2 separate regions of the Urocitellus parryii genome follow, and region 1 is linked to region 2. Evidence: chromatin contacts called from public Hi-C data. All regions are on one chromosome and are shown on one strand. Each heading gives the region's core, a stretch centred on a gene start, on an enhancer-like site or on the middle of the called end of the contact. The rest is flanking DNA. Distances are from core to core; before and after follow the strand shown.

Evidence for each region. Hi-C and Micro-C count contacts between places; a contact is called where the count stands out from the background.
Region 1: a contact with region 2 is called in a Hi-C map of liver, with 4 times the contacts expected there. The contact joins the promoter of Xrcc3 here to the promoter of Atp5mj in region 2. A contact is called at or near these places in 2 of 2 Hi-C or Micro-C datasets (liver and muscle).

What each region holds. Positions count from the first base shown.
Region 1 is chr6:3,393,366-3,398,071 of mUroPar1.hap1, reverse strand. Xrcc3 (X-ray repair cross complementing 3) reads right to left here and starts at 2,421. Exons shown (of 8, transcript XM_026405488.2): 1 at 2,344-2,421. It overlaps Zfyve21 (zinc finger FYVE-type containing 21), which reads left to right and starts at 2,685. Exons shown (of 7, transcript XM_026405544.2): 1 at 2,685-2,887. The coding sequence starts at 2,750.
Region 2 is chr6:3,226,079-3,230,600 of mUroPar1.hap1, reverse strand. Atp5mj (ATP synthase membrane subunit j) reads right to left here and starts at 1,995. Exons shown (of 4, transcript XM_026405565.2): 1 at 1,888-1,995; 2 at 1-26. The coding sequence starts at 26.

The DNA of each region.
Region 1 (4,706 bases), core at 1,172-3,671, 170 kb before region 2:
GCAGGGACTCAGCCCTTTCCAACAAGCTGCTGCCCTCCCCGGTGGCCTCCCCACAGCAAGGTCAGGAATGTACATGGGGTGCTGGGAAGTGTTTGGTCTTACAGACTTGAGGCCAGTGACCTGGATGAGCCCAGCATTTGGGGGTTAGGTCTACCAGGGGAAGTGGGCAGCAGTGGGCGAGGCTTCCCTCATGGACTCAGGGTGTGGCCTTCTGCATCCTCCCAGGCTGGAGCAGGGCCAAGAAGCCAAGAACAGCCACAGTTCAGACTCAGCTCCAGCCTGGGCGAAGACCCAGGCACGGCTGCTCCTCGCCCACCACAGCACCTGGGAGGCAGCTGCTGGGCAGCAGGAAGCAGTGGCTGGAGGACACACTTCCTGATGGGGTCACAAGGCTCCTGGGGCCCAGAACCTGTGGGCCTTCCAAGTCAGCTCCTGACCGTTCCCTACTGTGGCCTGGGGCAACACACGGGGAGGCTCTTGGCGCTGGGCTGATAGTACTGCCCAGCTGGACAGCAGACACACAGAGCTCCCAGGCCCACTCAGGGTGGTCAAGAGACAATGGACGTGGATCTGAGCAGAAGCTGGCTTAGCAGCTACAGAGAACCACAGCATTAATACTGGGATACATGTTCTAAAGGAAGCAGCCGAGAAGGGGGTGATGGGGGTTCAAAGCAGTTCAAGGGCTGCTGACAGAGCTGGTAGCTGGCACGGGGGAGTTAGACTCCCAAGCAGAGAACAGTGGAGGAGGGACATCTCCAGAAGGCACCTGGTCATCAGAAACCTAGCTGGGCCTCATGTGGCAAGGCAGGAGCATCCCTTTGAGAATATGGGAATTTGAGAGCCCTGAAGTTGGGAGGAGGGTTAGGGTGTGAACCAAAGTGGGGTGCGAGCTGGCAGGGACCCCAGGGCATACACCAGAGGTAAAGACAGCCTCCAGAACAACAGCCAATCTGTCTTACTGCCAGAGCTCCGAGGGTCTATGTGTGGAAAGCTCCTGGGACACTGGCCTGGGGCTGGCAGGAGGCTGCTGCCTCAGGCTGGGCTGGACACCAGGCAGCACAGAAAGGCCCACAGAGGACCCTGCACCTGGAGCCTTCAAGGGGGCAGGGCATCTGGAAGCAGGCTGGTTAGACCCTCCACTTGGTCTTTTTTCTTTGCTGTGCCTGGATATCAAACCCAGGGCCACTAGCATGCGAGGCAACCAAGTCACACCTGGCCCCACTTGGCTAATCTTCCCAGGTTCCTGAGTCCTCTCCAGCCCCACCTGGACTCATGCTGGTGAAACCAGGTGTCAGTGAGGTACCTGCTCAGTGCAGTGGGAACCCCACTCTCCACATCCAGTCCCCACGGCCCACCAGGTTCCTCATCCTCCACCACCCAGGTGGGGGCTCCCGGGTCCCCTGACACCTCCTCTTGGTAACTTTCCACCCTCTGACCCCACCTGCCCATGTGTTCCAGATGAGCCTTGTCTGTCTCTCTCACTACAAACCCACTACTCTGGTTCCTGGATAGACAGTGATGGTCCTTGGGCTTTAACAAGTGCCATTGAAAAACATTTTTAATGCCGAACATCTGCTGTGTCTGACAGCCCCACTTTTGTCTTCCAGAGTGTCCAGCTGAGCTTTAATCTCCAGGGTAAGTACTGCACAGGAGGTACTGTTACCCAAAGAAACCAGAGAGTGTGCATGGAGGGGTGCCACCATGCTCGGTCACACTTGCCGGGGCAGCACGACCTTCAAGACTGGAACTGTTATTTTTCTTTCTATTGTTAAGTTCAGAGCTAAATTCAGGTAAGGCAAGTCCACTGACATCTCCATAAAACCCACCAAGGGTAACAAAGCTGAGCGCTCACATTTATCCAACACTTGGGATGTTCCCAGGGCAACTGGAAGCCCCGGGCCCGGGTCAACTTACACAAGCCTCACAACAAGGATGGAGGCTCTCCGTTTCGATGAAGAGGAAACGAGAGCGCAGAGGGGTCCAGTCATACGGTTAGCTCACACAGCCACAGTCACGCTGCGGCTGGCCTGGGAGTCAGGCTCCCGGGTCCGTTCCGAGCGCGGGAGCTGCAGCAACCCGGGCCTGGCCTCCGGCTCCTGCGATCTCCGCCCGTCCGTAACACACCCGGCCGCGGAAACCCTCCCCCCGGCAGGTCCTGAGAACCGCGGAGCGGGCCCCGGGGCCCCTTCTCTCCTCAGCCCCAGGACTCCGCGCGCCCACTCGACAACCAACTCCGGAAATCGCGGAGGCCTGCCCGGCACCTCTCAGGTCACCTCGGCCGCGGGGCAGCGGCCCACCCGCTGGCCCGGTGCCGCGATCGCAGCCCACTGCCCCTGCTCTCACCAATCGCGCGCTCCTCACGCCTCTTCGCGCCGGGCCGCCCCCTCAGCCTTCTCTTCCAATGAGCGCAGAGCTCTTTGAGCCGGCCACACCAATCAGACACGAAGACGCGCCTATGTGACCGACCAGTCAAAAGTCTCAATCGCCCGGAGAAGGGCGGAGCGATCCAGGGTCGGCCCTCGTCGTCGATTGGTGGCCGCCCGCAGGGTGGCAGAGGTGGGGCCCTTGCGCGGACTGGAGAGAATTGCTATGGGCGGATCCCTGACTCCGATTGGCCTGCGCTCTGGGCCAGGCTTAGCGATTGGGCGCCAGCGTTGTCAGCCCGCGCGGGCGGGGCGGTGCTGCCCAGCTCTGCCCAGCTGGTGCGGGGCCGAGCGCAAGCCGCGGCGCTAGGATCCAAGTTGGAGACATGTCCTCCGGGGTGGCCGCGCGCCACGACGCCAAGAAGCTGGTGCGCTCCCCAAGCGGCCTGCGCATGGTGCCCGAGCACCGCGCCTTCGGAAGCCCGTTCGGCCTGGAGGAACCGCAGTGGGTCCCAGACAAGGAGGTGCGTCCCCGCCCGGCCTGGTCCTGGCCCCTCGGACCTGCCCGCGCGCGACAACCCCCCCGCCCCCCTTCCTCCCGGCCACTGCCCTGACACGCTTGGCCTCGCGGCCGCGGCTCCCTTTCCGGGGTTCCCGCACTCTTGTCTTCCCACTCTCGAAGTCCGTTTCCTCTCGCCTGCGATTCCGCGGCGGTCCTGGGCCGAGCCGCTGCCCCCGCACCGCTGCGGGAGCGGGCGGCGAGGACTAGAGACGCGCCTGCCGCGTGCACTTCAGCGAGTGGCAGGGGCGAGTCTCGGTCTCCAGGAAGCGAGGCCGGCCCGCACTTGTGCCGGCGGGAGGACGGGGGCGCCATGAGGTCTCCTGCCTGGGGTGGGTGCGGCCCTCTGGAGACCTCGGAGTTTGCACTCTTCAGAAGTTCTGGAATCTGCAAAGCCAGGCCACTTCTAAGAAAACGGAGGCATTCCAGGCATTTATTATAATTTCTTATTCCAGAGAAAATAAAAAATGCCTAAAAAAGTCAAAGTACTGGTGACTTTTGGAAATGCTCTAAGTTACAAGCCCTGAACAAATTCTGATAACTGATTTTCCTCCCTCCCATTGGGGGGAATCTGCTACAGACCGCAGAGGAGTGAAATCAGGTGTTCTTAGTGCAGCCAGCTGGCAGGCCCCTTGCGAAGCCACCTGTGCGCCCAGAAGCTGGGGAAGATAGCCACCTTCCACCTCTGAAGTTAGATCAGAGCCTTTTAGAAAGATGGCGCAGATCAGCACTCTGCTCCCAGAAGCCCAGAGAGGGTGCCCAGGCCACTCCTGGATGTTTTGGGTTGGGTCACACCCTTGACCCTCTGAACAGGTCTCTGTGTACCTGGGGTTCCTGCCCTTCCCCTTCAGCACTTTACCCTTGGTGCTTCTCCACCCCCCACTCCCCCAGAGCTCACAGTGCCTCTTTGCCTCCACCTGGCTGCTTGGCTAGTGCCCTAAAGCTGATTAAGCAGTAAAACAGAGTGCATCCCTGAAGAGTGTGTGCAGAAACGAGGCAGGTGACAAGTTTGTTATGTGTGTTGTATCACAATAAAAAAAAAATGAGGAAAAAGATGATTTTTAAAGGTAATGTGACTCTCCTGTGGATAGAAGTAAACATGTGCTTTGGCTCATTGGTTCACTCAGGAACCCTGCAGGCCTTACAACCTGTTCAACGGCAGGCTGGTAGCATAAACTGACAGATCAAATAGGGAAGAGCTGGGACCAGAACTCCGAAGTGGGTGGTGAAGTGCTGCCCTTAGCATGGCTAGACCAGCAAGTCTAGACTGGAATTTTTCACCTTTGTCCTGTTGCCCCTTAAGAATTTAACTTTTTAGACTGTTCTTTCCCTAACTAGCCCCCAATGAAACATTTGCACATGACCTTAAGCCAAAGGCTAAGAAGCAATCCCTGATGAAATCTTTTTTTTTTTTTTTTTGGTGGTGCTGGGGATTGAACAGAGGGTCTCGTGTATATAAGGCAAGCAATCTACCAACTGAGCTATATCCCCTGCCCTCCTGATGATATCTTTGAATAATAAGAGTTTTTAAGGTGACAAGTGAAACTATATATTTGTGGTGTGCCCCTATAATGTCTTAGTAGCAAATGCACAATGCTCACATTCATGTGGACCTTGTGGATGATGTGAGAACATGTGGTCTGGACAAGGTGTTTTCTACCGAAGCATATTTTCCTAATTTTAGTTTCCACAGTTATGCCTGTGAGCCCTTCTGGAATTACCTGTAATAACTGTTTCACCTCTTTCTCTAAGCAAGGTGCCTTTCTTTGCAGCTGGCCTCTTAT
Region 2 (4,522 bases), core at 746-3,245:
TAGTTTTTAATAATGGTTTGAAGCATCTGAAAATGAACACAGTGATAAACACTAAGGTGACTATTGCTCTAACTCTAACACATAAAAGATAATCTTCATTTATTCATTAAGTCTGACTCCATCTCCCACAACCACCTGACAGGGAGTTGCTCTTGTTCTTGACCTAGTCTAGTCCCCCCATGTGAGCACCTTCTCTCCACAGTGCAAGTCACTTGGCACTCAGTCACCTCTCATTCCCCCCCATTCCAGCACTCTGCCACCATGTTGCCCATACCCAAGCCAATCTTCCATTAATGCTATGCTCAAAGTCACACTCCAGTCTTCTGGAAAGACTGGCTTCATCATCATGTTGAGAATGGCCGGCATTCAAAGCTGAAAAGAACAGGTCAGGGTATGGTGACTTCCTTATGAAACTAACACCTGGGCCTGTACATACTTTGACCAGCTAGAGGTCCAAATATGACAGAACTTATTTATTTAACTAATTACTGAATTTGATTGGGAAAGCCATAAAATTCTGAACCTACAGTTAGCTTTGTGCAGATCTAAGTAATACTTTTGATTACTTTTGCAATTTACACAGACCCTAAACTAGATGCCCTGGTGTTCATCTTAAGAGGCATTGTAACATCTGGCCTATTAAAGGAGGATCATTGCAGTGGTTGTCAGGAACGACTAGATCTGAGCACTTATCATCTCACTTGGAACCTCTCCCTTGGAGGCAGCTGAAATCTTGTCTTGCCCTGCCCCTGTTCCTCTCATACCGCATGCTACCTGTCACGTACAGGATTCTCATCTTCCAGTGCTGTGGTTTTCCATATTTCTCAGCTCCCCATCAGTTTTGTAACATCAGATTCTCCAAAAGCCCAACCTATTCAAAGGTCAATGGCTGCCCTCAAATTATGGAAACCTGTATTGCACAGCCATTACCTACTCAGCAAATATGTACTGAGCACATGCTAGGTGCCACTGTTTTGGGAGCTGAGAAACAAAAAAGAGCCAGGATACTAAGGAGAAGTGTTCTCAGCAGAGGCACTGATGTGCCAAGACACCCCAGGTCAGAATAAACTTGAATAGCTGGGAGGAGTGGGAAGGAAGAAGGCCAAGTGGCTGCCCAGATTCAGATCCTGGCTGTCACTTAATAGTTACTTATACTGCCTCAGTTTTCTCATCTGTACAACAGGAATAAACAGTAACCTCTTCAAGGGGGGCCGTTTTGACCCTGAAGTGAGTCACTGCATGCCAAGTGCTTACAGTGTCTGGTACTGCATACTAAGTGCTTGTTTTCTAAAACGCTGTGGCTGAGCTACAGGATAAAAGACGGCCTGGTCTCTAGCACCTTGGAGGCCAAAGTAAAGCCTAGTTTTTACTCTAGGCTGTTCCCTAAGTTTAACAGCATTTACTCAGTGTTTGAGGGACTTACTTCCTGCACCTACAACCCACCCCTACAAAGCAGGTCCTTGTCAGATGGCCAAGATTGCACAGCAGGTAAGCGGGCCTGGATTCACGCCAAATCAGGGCCAGAACGTTAGGCCGGATCCCCTCAATCTCCCGGCTTCCTGCTCTCCGCTGTGGAAACCGACTCCGGCAGAGGCGCGCTCCTGAAGGCTGGCCCTCTCACAATCCGGAAGCCAACCCCAGTCGTTCGAAGTCTGGGGCCCGACCTCGGAGCCCCCCTCGCAGTCTGAAGGCCAACCCTTGGCACCCGTGTCGCCGCGAGGCCTCGGGAGCGGAGAAGAGTAGCGGGCGAGCAGAAGGGGCTGACCCAAGGTCAGCGGGCCCGTGTTGTCCCTCGCCCCGATCCCGCCCCTAACCCCTGGACCTCCGACTCGCCGCCTCTCCACTCCCCGCGTTGCGAGCTCTGCGGCCGGGGGGACCAGCTCTCACCTCGCCAGAACCAATAGTTCAAGCCGCTCCACACCGCGAAGCCGACCCGCAAAGGTCACCGAGTGCGCAGGCGCCGCGCGTGGCCCGCCGGGAAGGCGGAAGGAGCGGCGGCGCCCGAGGCCAGAGCGCCTGTCCGATCGCTCCCGTGTCCCACAGCGCCCCCGGCGGCCGCGCGGGTCCTGCCGGCAAGGAGGAGGGGCACGGAGGCCAGGCGCCGCACCGAAGGCCCGGCCCCACGGGAAGCAGGGCGCCCGGGTTGTGTCCGCGGGTCTTATCCCGTGACCAAACGTCCGGATCTTCGGAGGCCTTGTAATGCTGAACCAGGGAGGTTCTGGACAAACCAGACGGCTTGCTAACCTGGAAGAAAGGGTCCTTTGTTTTTAGTCGTCAATGGACCTTTATTTTCCTTGTTTATGCCCGGTGCTGAGGATGGAACCCAGCGCCTCACGCGGGCTAGGCCGGCGCCCCACCGCTGAGCCGCGGCCCGGCCTCTTGACCTGACTGGGAGAGGGGCGCCGTCAGCGGGCGACCCGGGCCTCGGGCCAAGCGGCCGGGCCTGAGCGGAGGCTGGCCTTGAGCGTGGGAGCCGTCGGCCTCAGGCGCCCTAGGGCTGGGCTTGCTGGCTAGTGCCACTGCGCCCGGCCAGAAAGCATGTCTTAGACCCGGAAGGACCGAGAAAACCGGACCGAAAGGAGCCGGGCGAGCGAAAAGACGGGCGAGACCAGAGCCGACGACAGGGCGCGGTGGGGACTGTTGGGGGCAGGCCGGGCTTTGGAGCGCGGTCCCAGTGCGCCCTTAAGGGTAGGCTTGGTATGAGGACTGGTGAGCCTTTCTCAGAGCCTCTTGGCCGGAAAGCGAAATTTTTCTTAAAATGGTGACTGTCACTTAAAACGGCCATCCAGATGCTAAGCAAGGACCTTACAAAGACAAGGACAGCGTTTAGAAAAAAATTTAGCATCATTGTAAGGTCTTTCAAGACAAAACTGTTGGACTTCAAGCTAGACTTGAGATCAATAAGCTATTTTTTTTGGGGGGGGAGGGGTACTGGCGATTGAACCCAGGGACAGTGACCACCGAGCCCCGTTCCCAGCCCTATTTTGTATTTTATTTGGAGACAGGGTCTCACTGAGTTGCAACGCCTTGCTTTTGCTGAGGCTGGCTTTGAACTTGCCATCCTCCTGCCTCAGCCTCCTGAGCCGCTGGGATTACAGGTCTGTGCCACCCTGCCCACCAGATCAATAGGTTTTTAATGGCTAGTTTCAAATCCAAAATCCTAAGAAAAACACTTCGAAAAACCCAAAATGTTTAAGGAAAGGGTCACCCCAGCACATTTGTTTGAAGGATCTAATGCTGTGTTTTGTGGCTAGAAGGTCAGAGAAGACACACAGTGCCTCAAGCACAGTTTCTCTGGCTTTTTGAGAGGGCCACTTAATGGCATCAATAGCATTTGTAAATGCTTTCAGCTGTTGGTTTTCCCTTTAGGACAGAAGTTCATTCTGCTCAGTGAATTTGCCAAGCCTCCCTTAAATATCAAAGCCCAGAGGCCTTCAGCAATCTTTCCATGTGCTGTGGCCTAAAGGTCTACAAGCCTATTAAGAACTGCCTGATGTCAAGCTGTCCCCTTTAACTCTGAACATTGGCTAGGAATGCAAGATGAGCTGGGCCAAGTGAGTGAGGAGCAACCCAGAACCACTGAATCACATGGAGGAATCTGGGACTGTCTAGGATAAAGAGATGTCTCTGGAGAAGGGTCCTAGGAGTTCCCAGAGGAGGAGGAGAACTTAACTCGGGACCAAAGGGGTTCTTGGCATACCCGAGGGAAAAGAATTTCAGCATGAGCCAGACAAAGGCACACAGAGATTTATTTAGGAAAGTAGGTACCCATTTAAGGGGGAATATGGGCTGTCTCCAGAGTGAGAAGTCCTGACTTGGGCTGGGTGTCCAATGTTTACAGAATGGGAGTATCAGGGGCTGGACTAGTGGTGGATCTAGGTTGGAGCAGCCAGTTTTCCTGTGCTTGCATATTGCCTTCATTTTACAAGGGTATGGGCCAAGGTCTACAACTGTGTTTTCTGCCATCCCAGTGGCTTGATTCTTCATTTCAAGCTTGAAAGTGTTTTCCTTAAGATTCTGAACCCCCCCCTCTCTGTCTCTCCATCTATCTCTCTGTTTCTTTCTTTCTTTATACTAAATCCCTATTTTAGGACCACACAGAATGTTTAGTTAGGAAACTAGAAGCAGATTCCAAACTGAAAAAAGCATCAAGACAGTGTCCTTATGAAATAGTAGCAAAGAGGATAAAGGTGCCTCCCAGAAAATGTTTGTGTGAAAAGAACTCTCTTCAGAAGAGCACCTTATAGCCCGCCTTAAACCCAGCAGCTGGGGATGTTTTGGAAATCACACTCAGCAAGAGACCAAGCGCCATTGGGAGGATTGGAGAACTCGGTGGACTTAGATGAGCTAGTGCTCTGAAGTTCTGGTCCCTGAGCTGAGGTTACATGGGGCTTTTATAGGAAATTTGACATCATTTCTTAACCATTATGACATTGGTGGGTTTGAATTCTTGGCCTATGTGACCAAAGACAATGCACAGGGAATTTACGATAAGTAGTTCACATGTGCAGAACAAAGGCAG